2 separate regions of the Triticum aestivum genome follow, and region 1 is linked to region 2. Evidence: chromatin contacts called from public Hi-C data. All regions are on one chromosome and are shown on one strand. Each heading gives the region's core, a stretch centred on a gene start, on an enhancer-like site or on the middle of the called end of the contact. The rest is flanking DNA. Distances are from core to core; before and after follow the strand shown. Region 1 holds the start of LOC123145275. Region 2 holds the start of LOC123145274 (RNA-binding protein 24-B).

Region 1 (2,700 bases), core at 95-2,594, 160 kb before region 2:
TGCAAACAATGTTTGAGAGTAGAGTTAAATATAAAGAGGCCTGAAATATAAAAATAACCGGTTCTAAAGTTTACCATTTGCTGCATGAGGTAAACCATTGATCCTGGTGTTTGAGTTGGATCCATAGATGGATGAATTGTGTGTGGCATGATGTTCTGCAAATATAACAAATCGCAGTTGCATAATTGATAAACTTCTGTCACAATGTGAAGCAGGACATATTTAACTTACTGAAATTATGGATGGATCATCAAACTCCTCTTCTGAATCATCATCTGTAGCTACTGGTGCCTCTCTATTTGTTTCTGCCCACTTCTGATGACCTTTCTTGTTGTGATTTGCTGCTCCACAAACAGAACAGTGCATGCTTACACCATGTTTAGTCAGTTTCTTGCCCCCTTCCTTGTCAAGCTTCTCTTCTGGATCTTTCTTTCTATTTCTCCTTGGTCTACCCATCACCTTGGTGTACACAGGTGGGTACACATCCACTCCTTCCATCCTTGTCCAATGCTCTTGGTCCCTCATCGGCTTGATATTGAAACTATAAGCTTTTTTGTAAGTAGCTACAGAGTAGCATTCATGCACCAGGCTCTCAGGATCTATCCTCTCCTCTCTAGCACAAGCTATGGCATGATGACATGGAATCCCAGACAGCTCCCATCTTTTGCAGTCACAACTCTCACAGTTCAAATCAACAATATATGAATGGTTCATTGACAACACCTTGAAAACCTTCTGACCAGCCCCTTGAACCATGCAAAAAGCAGCCCATGCAGTGATGATATTATGAAACTGGTCCAGATCCATTATTAATGTGATCCTGAAAGCAATAATCCATTGACTATTCCCGCTTACTATCTACCCCTAATACGACATCATATCCAACTCAAGTGAAATGTTGAGTTGAATTGCGTTGACCTGTAAAGTATTTCATCCGCCCCATATTAATTGACGCTCAAACGGATGTATCTAGCACTGAAATATGTCTAGATACATATGTTTCAACATCAAAGGACAGAGGAAGTATCAAAATTCAAGCAATTGGTTCAAATTACCATCCTCGCGCCAACATAAATTGTCATGAAAAACGTTCGATTTACCAAGCCTAAAATTACAACGTCAGATTTCTAGCATTTCTGAAATTCAAACCATTGCCTTTCCAGTTTTCATAAGAGACGCGCACTACCAAGAATTTCCCCTCCTGTTTCTAAATCATCTGGATTGAGCTGAATTGGTAGCATGCGTGCTTTAGATAATTCAAATATAACTTGAGCAAAGTTGTTGCGGACTGTACTATTTAGAACTGAATCCAGTTACGAGCATTTGGACGCTGACAGAGTGCGTTATACCTGTAAAAGGTCCCCGACATTGATCACAAGCGCGCCCGGCTCAGGCTTCACGTCCACCCAGAAGCTCTCCCCGTCCCCATTGGTGTGCTTCACCTGCAAACCACCAATGCCATCCTGCTCAAGGACGGTGAGCACGCCGGGGTCCGTGTGCGGGACTAAGCCCATGGTGCGCTCAGGCTCGGGGCACACCGGGTAGTAATGGCAGACCATGAGCTTCCCCTCCAGGCACGAGGTCTCCTCCAGCGCCGCACCCCCGAGCCCGAGCCCCTCGGAGAGCAGAGCCATCACGGCGCGGGCCACCGCGGCGGCGTGCGCTTCCCACTCGATGACTTCAGAGCGGCACACCGACGGTATGCGTTCGGCGTTGGGCGGCGTAGGCCCGAACATCACCTGGACGGTGTCGCGCCAGCTCGCCGCGGGGGACCGGAACAGGTCGACGTTCGAGGAGTAGCTGACCCCGCCGGCCAAGGCCCGGCCGTAGTGCGCGGCGCGCTCGGGGGCGGGGAGCTCGTTGAAGGGGCGCACCGCGGCGAGGGCCCTCGCGGGGTGGCCTGAGGGGACGAGGGCCTCGTGGTTAACGAGGTGGAAGAAGCCCCAGTCGCGGGCGGCCGCCGCGGTGGCGGCGGCTACGAGGTGCGCGGGGAGGGAAAGGTCAACGACGGGGATGGAGACGCCCGGGGGAGCAAGCGGGGCGGAGGCATAGGGGTCGGGGTGGACGAAGAGGTCGGGGACGGTGGAGACGCCGGACTCGACGAGGCCGCGGACGCCGGTGCGGGCCTCGTCGAAGGCCTTGAGGAGGGCCGCGCGGTCGGACTTCGGGGAGGACGCGGCCATGGTCGTCGCGTTGCGTGCGTCCCGTTGAGTTTGACGAGCGGAGATGATGTACTAGGCGAGAAGCGGGCTCAAGCTCCTTTGACGTGCCTTGAAGCTGACGTGCCCCTAGAGTTTGACCAGCGACACGAATTGGGCCAGACCAAATTATGGCAGCCAGCTGGGCCAGAGATCAAACAGAGACTATCCATTTACGGCCTTCTTTGTCTGAAAAAACAAATTACGGCCTTCTTTTCTCACAAAAACAAGTTTAAAAAATTCTGCGGCCTTCTGATGCAACTGCAAACAAAGCAATGCAAAGAACCCCTAAATAACTTCATCAACTAACGAAGAGAATCAGAAATGGTAAAAGTATCCAAATCCAAGGAGACAATGGGTAATTGCAAACTAAACAATGCAAAGAACCCATAAAAAAAACTTCGTCAACTCATGAAGAGGATCGAAAATGGTAAAATTATCCAAAACCAAGTAGACCAATGGATAATTGCAAACTAAAAAAATGCAAAGAACCCCTAAATAA
Region 2 (2,700 bases), core at 156-2,655:
ATTTTGCAAATTCAAGGGTATAAACATGAACAAATTATATTGAAAAATGGTGAGGAATCGGCCTAAAAAGAACATGAAAGTCGTGAACAGACAATCTAGGAACAAGATGGAACTTCTAAATACGTCGTCTTATATGCCAGTTTGATAGCATCATCGATACATCGTCAACCCACTGAATTTTCTTAAAGCTTGCGTTTTAAAACAAGTTGTAATGTGTGTTTGTCAAAAAAAAAAAAAGTTGTATTGTATGTTCTGGAAATCATCTTACCTGTATTGTGGAACCGGAAATCCCTGGTACTGGTAGTACCCAAGCGGAAGGGGTCGGTGCTGACCATAACCACCTACATAAATGCCCCTTGGGACAGGAACACCAAAGTAGGAGCCAGCTGATCGTGGCCGCCCTATATAGAATGCATGTTTTCAGAACACGTGCATATACCACATAAACAACCTTTTGGTAAGCAAACCCTAGCCTTTTCCTACCCATAGTTGAATTGTTGATTTGCTTTGCAACATGATGGGGGTTATTTCTTTGTTGAAAAATGATGGGGGTTATTTGAATTTACTCATGTTATAACTTTTGCTAGGGAAGACTCATGGTAGACCTAATTGATTTAGGCTGCACGAGACAGCATCAGTAAGCAACAACTATGCTACATTAACTTGCAAACAATAGCACTTCGATAAAGTGGTCTCAAAATGAGCGTACAAGCTAGTCCAAATAGGTAGTATTAGAAGAGAATAATACCGAGGGGTGTGGAAGGCTGGGCGCGACCTAGCGACGCCAGGTTACAGTTGGCCCGCCTGCCATCGATGACCGGCGACGGTTCCTCGCAGGCCTTGGTGGCCGCCTCGGCATCGCGGAACGTCACCTGCGGAGACGACCATGAAACTCGTAAACAATCCAGCACTGCTACAGCGCTTCCAGGAAGACTAACAGGTGGAACCAGAATTCGACAGCAGCGAAACAGTGGAGGAGGAGGAGGAGGGGCGGGCACTGACGAAGCCGTATCCTTTGGAGCGGCCGGAGTGGCGGTCGGTGATGACGACGGCCTCGAGGATGTCCCCGAAGCGCTCGTAGAAGCGGCGGAGCCTCTCGCTGGTGGTCTCCCAGGCGAGGCCCCCGACGAAGAGCTTGGTGTGGGTGGTGTCCCCGAAGGGCGAGGCGGGCAGGTGCAGCCCCGAGCTGGAGCTGGACGCCGACGCCGACCCGGACGCCGACCCCGCGTGGTGCTGGTGCAGGGCCATCCGGGAGGCGCGAGCGGATCGGCGGGATTCCTTGGCGTGGGTCGGAGGGGATCTTCGGTCGCCGCGATTCCGGTGCTGCCTCCTGGCGGCGGCGAGAGGGGATTGGGGAGAATCGGGGGCGGAGTGGGAGAAAAAAAAGTGGGGACGACGAGGGGAAAGTGGGTTGTGATTGGGGCGGGGGCGGGGTTTTGGCGTCCGGTTGGCGCCTCCTCCCCTGCTACTGCTCCGGGGACCCACAGCTCACAAAGATGAGCCAACGACTCAGACTTTTTCGAATGGAAAACGCGGCTCGGCTGATCGCGAAATTCAGATGCGGTACAGTAGCATCAATTTTTTTATGAGTATATTATTCATCCTCGAACTCTTCTTTTTTGGAAAAACTTCCGATATATTCATCTTCAATTATGATAGTATAGCGAATACTAGACATAATAAAAATTACATCAAGATCCGTAGAGCACTTAGCGACGACTATAAGCACTGAAGCGAGCTGAAGGCACGCCGCTGTCATCGCCCCTCCCTCGCCGGAGCCGGACAAACGTTGTTGTAGTAGACAGTTGGGAAGTCGTCGTGCTAAGGCCCCATAGAACCAGCGCACCAGAACAGCACCCGCCACAAATGAAGGATGTAGATCAAAAGAATCCAACCTGAAGACACACGAACGAAGGCAAACGACGAACAGATCCGAGCAAATCCACCAAAGATAGATCCGCTGGAGACTGTTAAACAGATTAGGGTTTGGAACAATGCTCGATACCCTTGGTGGGTACGGCTGTCATATATTTATAAGAGGGAACCGTACAAATACAGTTATGTTACAACACGTATATCTAATATATACTTAGTCTAACACCCTCCCTCAATCTTAACTATGTCCTGAAACACTCAGAAGGTTAAGATTGCGACGACATCCTTCAAAAGAAGGCAAGGGCAAGGGTTTAGTGAAAATATCAGCAAGCTGATCCTTCGAAGAAACAAACTTAATCTGAAGGAGCTTCTGAGCAACACGTTCCCTCACAAAATGATAGTCAACTTCGATGTGCTTCGTTCGGGCATGAAATACTGGATTGGATGAAAGGTATGTTGCACCGATGTTATCACACCAAAGAACAGGCGGCTGAGTTGGGGAGACCTTCAACTCTCAAAGCAATGACTGCACCCACATGATCTCAGCTGTGGCATTAGCAACAGCTTTGTACTCAGCTTCGGTACTACTCCGAGACACCGTAGCTTGCTTGCGAGCTTGCCAGGCGATCAAGTTAGGCCCAAAGAACACAGCATGTCCCCCCGTGGATCGCCGATCATCAGGACAACCAGCCCAGTCGACATCAGAAAATGCTGAGATCAGTCCAGAACGCGCAGGCTGAAGATGGAGACCATATGAACCAGTGTGACGAACATAACGCAAGATGCGCTTAACAGCTGACCAGTGAGAATCACGTGGTGTATGAA

What was found. A called contact is a pair of places that touch in the nucleus more often than the background predicts.
Region 1: a contact with region 2 is called in a Hi-C map of leaf, with 4 times the contacts expected there. The contact joins the promoter of LOC123145275 here to the promoter of LOC123145274 in region 2. A contact is called at or near these places in 2 of 5 Hi-C or Micro-C datasets (both in leaf).

The regions. Positions count from the first base shown.
Region 1 is chr6D:386,888,079-386,890,778 of IWGSC CS RefSeq v2.1, reverse strand. It overlaps LOC123145275, which reads right to left and starts at 1,344. Exons shown (of 4, transcript XM_044564648.1): 1 at 232-1,344; 2 at 75-155. The coding sequence starts at 807. LOC123145276 (1-aminocyclopropane-1-carboxylate oxidase homolog 4-like) reads right to left here and starts at 2,192. Exons shown (of 2, transcript XM_044564649.1): 1 at 1,350-2,192. The coding sequence starts at 2,183.
Region 2 is chr6D:386,723,632-386,726,331 of IWGSC CS RefSeq v2.1, reverse strand. It overlaps LOC123145274 (RNA-binding protein 24-B), which reads right to left and starts at 1,405. Exons shown (of 8, transcript XM_044564647.1): 1 at 1,003-1,405; 2 at 749-872; 3 at 269-401. The coding sequence starts at 1,248.